Regions from separate parts of the Pelodiscus sinensis genome. Here region 1 is linked to region 2. Evidence: chromatin contacts called from public Hi-C data. All regions are on one chromosome and are shown on one strand. The core of a region is the stretch at or near the end of the contact, and the rest is flanking DNA. Distances in the headings are between cores, read along the strand shown. Region 1 holds the start of PIGC (phosphatidylinositol glycan anchor biosynthesis class C). Region 2 holds the start of PRRC2C (proline rich coiled-coil 2C).

What was found. Hi-C and Micro-C count contacts between places; a contact is called where the count stands out from the background.
Region 1: a Hi-C map of an unstated tissue shows a contact between it and region 2, with 8 times the contacts expected there. The contact joins the promoter of PIGC here to the promoter of PRRC2C in region 2. A contact is called at or near these places in 2 of 5 Hi-C or Micro-C datasets (blood and an unstated tissue).

What each region holds. Positions count from the first base shown.
Region 1 is chr9:64,306,487-64,310,690 of ASM4963464v1, forward strand. It overlaps PIGC (phosphatidylinositol glycan anchor biosynthesis class C), which reads right to left and starts at 1,739. Exons shown (of 2, transcript XM_075937058.1): 1 at 1,624-1,739; 2 at 1-712. The coding sequence starts at 582. It overlaps DNM3 (dynamin 3), which reads left to right. Exons shown (of 24, transcript XM_075937057.1): 21 at 2,641-2,797.
Region 2 is chr9:63,982,684-63,987,257 of ASM4963464v1, forward strand. PRRC2C (proline rich coiled-coil 2C) reads left to right here and starts at 2,274. Exons shown (of 34, transcript XM_075937025.1): 1 at 2,274-2,408. LOC102459727 (dimethylaniline monooxygenase [N-oxide-forming] 4) reads left to right here. Exons shown (of 10, transcript XM_075937030.1): 10 at 1-324.

The DNA of each region.
Region 1 (4,204 bases), core at 489-2,988, 320 kb after region 2:
GGGCAGCCGGGAGGCCAGGCACACGGAGGCGAAGATGGCCATGTTGAGGGACAGCGTGCTGGAGACGATAGCGGCGTTGGCCCCGTAGTCGAAGAAGATGAGGTGCCCCAGGAGCATGAAGACCGACATGGCGTAAATGGTGTCCGTGCTGACCGACTCCGTCAGGGTCTTCAGCAGCGGGGAGAAGCCGTAGGTGAAAGCTATGAACACCAGGGTGCTCCTCAGGTCCGCCCAGCGGGTCCGTCCACTCGCCCGCCTGCCTGCCCCCAAGTCTATGACATCAAACAGGACGTAGCCAACGAGGGAAGAGGCCAGCCCCGCCCCGAACAGCCACTGTGGGGGCAGCAGCCCGTCGTCCATGTACCACCAGATGACGACGAAGACGCAGACGCTGCACAGCTGCTGGATCACTCCCCCCGTCTCAAACACCACCGCCCCGTACTGGTAGCGGCGGGCGTGGATGTTCTTCCGCAGCTCCTCCAGGAAGCGGTGGTCCACGTAGTTATCGGGGAAGGGCTGCCTCTCGTACAGCACCTTCTGCCAGCACCGCCCCGGGCTGGCTTCCACCTGCGCACAGACCATGCTGCCGGCCGCGGAGCCGGAACGGGCACAGCTTGTCCTCCAGGAGCGCGAAGCCGCAGGCTGCCGGGGGTCCCCTGCGCCGAGGGGGGCACCAGGGCGCCGCTTCGCTCGGGCACAGCCCCGCCGGCTCCTAGAAAGCAAGCACAGCGCAGCCCCCTCAGCGCGGGCAGAGCGCCGGGGCCGGGCTCGGGGACTCTGCCGCACTGCCCGGGGAGAGGGGGCAGCGGGGCAGGGAGCCGAGCCCCCACCCGGGGAGAGGGGGCAGCGGGGCCCAAGGAGCCGAGCCCCCCCCCCCCGGGGAGAGGGGGCAGCGGGGCCCGAGGAGCCGAGCCCCCCCCCCCCGGGGCGAGGGGGCAGCGGGGCCCGAGGAGCCGAGCCCCCCCCCCCGGGGCGAGGGGGCAGCGGGGCCCGAGGAGCCGAGCCCCCCCCCCCCCGGGGCGAGGGGGCGGCGGGGCCCGAGGAGCCGAGCCCCCCCCCCCCCGGGGGCGAGGGGGCGGCGGGGCCCGAGGAGCCGAGCCCCCCCCCCCCCCCGGGGGCGAGGGGGCGGCGGGGCCCGAGGAGCCGAGCCCCCCCCCCCCCCCCGGGGCGAGGGGGCGGCGGGGCCCGAGGAGCCGAGCCCCCCCCCCCCCGGGGCGAGGGGGCGGCGGGGCCCGAGGAGCCGAGCCCCCCCCCCCCCCGGGGCGAGGGGGCGGCGGGGCCCGAGGAGCCGAGCCCCCCCCCCCCCCCCCGGGGCGAGGGGGCGGCGGGGCCCGAGGAGCCGAGCCCCCCCCCCCCCGGGGCGAGGGGGCGGCGGGGCCCGAGGAGCCGAGCCCCCCCCCCCCGGGGCGGCGGGTCCTGCTGCGCCTGCACCGGGCCGATGGGACCCCGGGGGGGCTCGAGCCCCGCCCCCCCATTTCCTTCTCCGCCCCGTGACCCGCGGGCGAGGCGGGGGCTCTGGCCGGAGCCCGGGGGGGGGGTGCACGGATCGCGGCCGGTTCGGGGGGGGGGGGCAGGCCGGGGGGGGGGGGAGATCTGGGTTCCAGCCCCCCCTCCCCCCGGTACCTGGGCCCGGCCGGGCGGCTGCAGCGTCTCGCGGCCCCCGCGCCGGCGGCTCCGGGCTCCCCCTGGCGGCGGCCGCCGAGCGCTGTTCGGGCCGGGGGCGGGGTCGGGCACGTCAGAGCCGGGGCGGGGCTTGGGGAGTGGGCGGGGCGAGGGCGGGGCCTGGGCCCACGTGCCCCCAGCAGCTGGCAGAGCCCCTGGGCCGCTGGGCAGTTGGTTCCCGCGAGGCCCCCCAGACCCCCCCAGCCCCTTGGAGCCCAGCCCCCCCCAGCCCGGTCCCTTCCATCTCAGCAGCCCTGGGCTGGGGGAGCTGCGTTCCCCGATTCGGCAGGCCTGGGAGAACCGCCGGGCAGCCCAGTGCTGCCTGATGCAAGCCGGGGGCAGAACCTGCCGTACCCCAAGCAGCCTGCTCGCTGGCCAGCCCCCGTGCGCCCGAGCCATTCGTAGGCCCCGCGGGGGGGCTTGCGAGGCGTCAGTGGCCGCGGCTGCGAGTGGCGTACAGACAGCGGGCGCCGGGGCGCAGTGCCGGAGGGGCCGGCGGTTTGGGTCGCCGGCGCCGCAGTGACTGGGGACGAGCCGCTCTCCTTTCTTCCTAGGTGCCTGTTATAACTATCGACCGCATCCCAGACCCTGCCTCCACCTGGCAGCTCACCAAGGAGAGCAGCTTCGCGCATAGCCCAGGCAAGCCCCCGAGAAGGTAGCGTTCTCCGCTGGGTTTGCGGTGTGTGAGCTTGCTCTTAAAGTTAGTCACCACGTTTGCCACGGGAGGGCCTAGGGAGCGATGGGTCCTGCGTGTGCCAGGCAGTGGGGAGGCGGTTGGACGGACAGGGTGTAATCCCAGGGAGAGTCGGGGGGGAAGGGCCTGCTCTTTCCTGTGGCGTCTTAAGGCCGTCTTCTTTGCCACGAGCTGGCAGGGAAACGTGGGCCCGGAGGAGCGCCCGCTGCAATTCTGGCCGCCAAAAGGTCAGGGACCCCGGCTAGGCTACCAAGCCTCACTCTCGTTTCTGTCATTTCCAGAAGGGAGTCGTCCTTGGTGAAGAGCAGAAACCTGTGTGTAAGGGAAAGCTACAACGCCCTGGGATTCACATCCTGCCCCCCGGGAGCGCCCCCAAGCCGAACCAGCTCTCTGGCGACGTCTCCCTGCAGGCAGAGCTGTGCCTCTCGCAGGACCCAGCGGGTAAAAGCGCAATCTCGGCTGTCTCCCTGGGCCGCCGGGGAAAGCAGGCCCTCCAAGCGGGGGCGTGGGTTGGTTGTACAAAGCTCTAGCTCATCCCTAGCGTAAGGGGCAGCCCCACACCGCCAGGAGGGAGTCCCCCCCTGGAGTAACGGACGGACTCAGGCGTGAATGTGGCCTGTAGGGTTCTCCCATTTCTAAAGCCCAGGTGCTTATGACTGTCTCCATGTAGGTCTCTTTCCCTGCTGCCCTTCCCGCACGCTCACCTGCTTTTCACCCCCCGCCCTTGCGAGTGATGGGACAGGCGCCTCCTACACCTGCGGATGGATGAGATCATGGTGGGGCTCACCCTTAATTGGCCCCTGCCTGGCAGGCCAAGCTCAGGCGTGGCTGAGACTTCCCTGAATCACACCGGGGCTGACTCAGCTCTTCCCCCTGCAGGAGTGGGTGTGCCGGGCTGGGAGGCCCTCACCCCTTGCCAGAGTCCCCGACGTTCTGCTGCTTCCGGAGCATGGGCCCTCGCCGGCTGGCAGGACCTTGCTTGCCCGGGAGGCCACGCGGTAGAGGATACCGTGTGGATGAGCGCCCCGGCTCGACACGCCTGGCGGCACTGCAGCCTGCGCGTCACGCCGGGATCCCCCGTCCCGCACCAGACAAAGCCACGCTCGGCTGGGTCTCCATACCTGGCTGGGGACCAACCCACCCAACAGGGACAGTCCGCTTTGAAACCGGACCGGCGGCTTGCCCTGCTGTGTGCTCCACGCACCGTGGGTCTTTCCGATGAGCCCTGCTGCTGCGCTCTTTGAAATACCCCATTGCCCTCGGCCATCGGCCCCTTCCCCCACATGGCTGGGCTATGCCAGTTGTCCCCACCCCAGAAGTGGCTGCATTTCAGAGGTCTTGCGTGCACACCGGCTTTACAGTCTGACTGGTTTGGTCTCTCTCGCTCCTGCTGCTGTCCTGGCCAGGTTGTTGCTTTTCGGATTAGACTCAGATTGCCCGTCCTGGGGCAGGGATCGCCGCCGTTGTGTTTGGTGTTTGCACCGCATCTCGCACGGTGGGGAGGGAGGGGGCTAGTCCGTGTTTGGGAGCACGCATAGTGGCAGTCCTGGAGGAGGCAGGACAGAGGAAGCTGCCCCAGCGTAGAGCCTGCTGTGATTGCAGCAGGGGTGACGGACGAGGACAGCGCTGCACCGACTTACTAGGGCGTTCTCTGACGAGCAGCCCTGAGCAGGGAGCATCTGTCCTGGGTGGGGGTCTGGCTGTACCTCCCCCCCTCCCCCGGCACGTCAGCCAGCCTCTGTCTGGGTGAGGCCAGGCACGGCCCTGCCTCCCGCTGCTACCAGGCTGCTCCGGGCTCGGGCTGAGCTGGGATCAGGGTCGTTCTCTTGGCCAGTCCCAGGCTGCCCA
Region 2 (4,574 bases), core at 1,024-3,523:
ACAAACATCCCACTCTCCCTACCTTTAATATCAGCAATTCACAGACACTTACCTTCCTTCCTCCCTCTCCCCCCCCCCCCCCCCCCGCATCCCCCTTCTGTTCTGCAATGTGATTTGTCCTTTTCATATTTGTTCATTTTTTTTAATTGTATCCTTTGGTATATATGGTTGTGACTACTTTCTTCCACTATTTGATCTGAGGAAGTGGGTCTGGCCCACGAAAGCTCTCATCTAATAAACCATCTTGTTAGTCTTTAAAGTGCTACATTGTCCTGCATTTTGCTTCAACTACCCCAGACTAACACGGCTACATTTCTATCACTATTTTTAAACCAGGCTTCTGATTTATTTGAGGGCCCAACTGACAATTTTCAAATATTCTTGGTTGGCAGTTCTGTGTGTATGTAAATCCTGCAGTCGAGTGATTCAAGTAAAACACCAAACATGATGGGAATTTGTACAAGCTCTCGTCAGCAGTGCCAGCATCTCGCTTCATTTGCTGGCTCACTTAAAGCCACAACTCCTGGAAATGACTGTGAGAATTCCAGATTTCATTTGAAAATTTCCGTATGGCTTTGCCTGCCCACAATTCTTGCAGCGCTGTAGCTATAGCGGTTTAATTATGTATTTTATCTTGAGTTCAGTCCTGTGCTGTGTCCTCTAGGCCATTAAGACGATACAACTTCCTTGTTTGGGCTCGGCTATACCAGTACAGATTATTCCTGTGCAGGAAAGAAAATCCACTATACTTCTATAAGGCCCCTTAGCCACAGTTTTCTATAGTATTAATTTGGATGGGGGATGTGATTTTTTTTAAAAAGTATACAGTATATTCATACCAGTTACAGCTACTAGTGTGGAAGCTGTTATATTGCTGCTAAGTCTACACTGAAATTAGTTATCTATGGCTGATTCATGTCAGCTGACTCAGACGGGAAGGTCTTGGGATAAGGGGATGTTTAATCGTGCTGTAGACTTATCCACTCATGTTTCTGCCCTACCACTTGGACTTTTCCACCTACTTACCACCTCTCGGCAGTATTGTCTTCAAGTCGTCATTGTCAAGTCCAAATCGAGTCTCAAGTCACTACAGTTCAAGTCTCAAGTCGAGTCTCCAGTCCCGAAAGTCACTTTTGAGTCAAGTCCCAAGTCGAATCTCAAGTCTTAATTTAAAAAATGTCAAGTCACTTTTGTACAAGCCATCGATATTGGCATTTTCGGACAATTTTTTCACCAAGTCGATTTAATAAAATGAGAAAGTCTCAAGTCGAGTCTCAAGTCACAAATAATGAACCCAAGTTGAGTCTCAAGGCCCCTAGGTGACTGAAGTCGGACTCGAGTTCAAGTCGTGGGACTCGAGTCAACAACTCTGCCTCTCGGATCCTAGAACTCAGGCTTTAGCCCGAGCCTGAATGTCTGCACTGCAGTTAAAGAGCCCCTTAGCCCTAGCCTCATGAACCTGAGTCCACTGGCACGGGTAAGCCGTTGGTTTTCAATGGCAGAGGGCTTCGTTGCCAGCTCTCGTCCTTGCAGAGAAAAGCTTGGCAATGTCCTGAAGTGCATCTGACACACTCACAACACGGAAGGGAGGGGAGGGCCCACTGATGGTTTAAATTCTCACAGGGTGCGTCGAGACTGGCAAGATTTCGCGCAAAAGCCTGTCTATACTGGCCGCAAGAATTTGCGCAAGATTTTGTAGTGTACCAAATCAGTGCTTCTTGCTCAAATACTTTGATGGTCCCACTCAGGCTTAGCCCTCTTGCGCAAGAGGGCCAGTGTAGACAGGCAAGTTAATATCTTGCGCAAGAGAGCGTCTGTGCTGGCACGGATGCTTTTGCGCAAAAGATGCCTTATGCACAAAAGCATCCGTGCCAGTGTAAACGCTCTCTTGCGCAAATACTTTGAAGGGGAAAACTTTTCCGTTAAAAGTATTTGCGCGAAATCATGCCAGGCTAGAGGCAGCCACGATGGTTAAGGCACTCTCCTGATTTCCAGATCCTGGCTGGTGGCAGGCTGGCCTTACCCTGCCAAGGGGTGCTAGCCCAATCCAACACCCCCCCCCCCCCCCCGGGGCAGATTTATTACCCCCCGGCAGGGGCCAGAGGAGCCAGCAAGGCCAGGGCCCCAAAGCAGAGGCACAGCTGATCCTGCTCCCTCCGCCTCCCTGGCAGGCAGTTCCCGCAGGCTCCTGCAGGTGGCGCGCTCGCCTCGGCGGAGGGGAAGGAACCCGCCCGGCCTCACGCGGCCGGCGCTGCGTGGGCGCTGCGCGGTGACGTCAGACGCCGTTGGCGCCGGCTTGGCCGCCCGCCATCTTGGCCCCTGTGTGGAGGCGGTTCGCGCGGCGGCAGCAGCGGCCTCCCCGAGTCTCGCAGCCGGGCCCAGGCCGCAGCGCCGGCCCCGCAGCCCAGGTGAGGCGCCGCGGTGCGGGGCTGGGGGACGCGCGGCCCCGCCCGGGGGGTGCGACGCGGCCCGGCCCCGCCGCCCCTTCCCCCCGCGCCGGGCGGGGCCGGGGCCCGGAGCCGGTGGGAGCGGCGCTCGCGCGGCCTGCGCCGCATGGCCCGGGGCGGGGGGCGGCTCGGCCAGGGCCCCGCTTCCGCTCGGCGGGGGGAGGGAGCCGGCCCTGCCCGCCGCCTGTGGGGCTGAGCGCGCTCCCGGGGGCGGCCTCCTGCCCCACAGCGCCGCGCCGGGGGCAGTTGGGGGGGCAGAAGGGATCCTCCCCCAGCCCCACAGCGCCGCGCCGGGGGCAGTTTGGGGGGGGGCAGAAGGGATCCTCCCCCAGCCCCACAGCGCCGCGCCGGGGGCAGTTTGGGGGGGGGCAGAAGGGATCCTCCCACAGCGCCGCGCCGGGGGCAGTTGGGGGGGCAGAAGGGATCCTCCCCCCAGCCCCACAGCGCCGCGCCGGGGGCAGTTGGGGGGGCAGAAGGGATCCTCCCCCCAGCCCCACAGCGCCGCGCCGGGGGCAGTTGGGGGGGCAGAAGGGATCCTCCCCCCAGCCCCACAGCGCCGCGCCGGGGGCAGTTGGGGGGGCAGAAGGGAACCTTCCCCAGCCCCATAGCGCTGCTCCCCGGGTGCCGCGCAGCGGGGCCCTTTTTTTCCTTCCCCGTCTCGAGGCCGGCTTGGGTTGCGCCTGGATTTTCCTCCTCGCTCGGTGCCTCCCTGTCCAGAGGGATCGATTGGTTCCTGCTCCGTGCGGGCGCTGCCGCAGCATCTCCCCCTCGCCCCCAGCGGCGTGAATAGCCACGGGGGCGGGAGGCGCTTGGAGCAGGAGTGTTGCCTGGTGAAACGGGGCTCTTGGCTGCCGGGGGCATCAGATGGTCTTTCCTGCTCAATGCAGGTCAATTTCACGATCTCTCTCTTCTCACCCTAAAATATTTCAAGCTTCTCATCTTTTGCTAGCAGATGTGGAAAGGCATGGGCTATGCAGTTGATGTTAGCTTGTAGATGTATTTTTTATTTCAATTTTATGTTCGTATTGCAGGATACTCTCCTATTGTTTCCAAAAGTCCTGTGTCCAATAATGTCTAGGTTACGAGAAACTAACGTTTCTGTGCTTGTCATTAAAGCTGCAAGTCTTTCATGGAAGTGACAGATTCTGGGATCTCTGGTTTTTGTAGTGGCCAGTCCAGCTGACTTCAGGGCTACCTGGCAGTTGGACAGCATCCTAGGAGCAGCAGGGTTGGGAGCAGCAGCAGGGCTTATGGATGCTGCCTCCAGGAGGAGCAGGGGCCACAGATACATGCTTTCCCTTCCTTCCCCTTCCCCCCCTGCTTAATTAAGGGTGTTTTAAGTAAAAGTCATAGGCTGTGATTTTGTGTATTGCCTTGTTATTTACTTGTAACTCTTGAGATAAGAAAAACGTGAGCAGACATTGCAGGATTATTACATTGAGTTTCAGAACCAAGCTCACTAAAATCTTCTTTATGCCGCTGTTAACATCAGTAGGAGTGCTAGCTAGCGTGGCTGTGATTTAAGGAGGATGCTGGCATTTTAATATGGTGTTGTCTAGACCCGATGCTTGTCTACATTAAGCATTTGGGGAGCCACCACTGCAGGAAGCAATGGTTGGAAATTTTGGAGGCAAAGATTAATTGTAGACACAGCTCAACAGGTTTCCAAGGAAGCACAGCAGCTCTTTGCTGACTAATCAAGAGGAAGCATCTCTGTCTGTAGTCAGAAGCGCTGTCCTCTATTCATACTATTCCTGTGAGTGTTTCTCATTATTCCATTGCCTCCACCCAGCCTGTCCCAGAGGAGTCCAGACTTGAGTTTTTAAAAGTAACATACAAAGGGAAATCTAGATTTCTGAAGAAAGAGCAGAATGTATGCAAAAGGCCAAATGGGAACTTTTGGGTGGTAAGATGGGTTTTCTTTGTGTTTTTTGTATTGTTTGTGTGTTTGAAGATCTGTCCGATAATTATCTAACAATCTTTTGTTCTCAAATGTGTAATGGGAGTTTCACCCCTTAATTCAAAGGCTGTTCTTCCTCCCCAAGTGTTGTTTCAGCAATTGCGTCAAATAGATGATGACAGATGTTGATTACAAAGTTTTGACCAGTTAAACCAAAAAGTCCATTC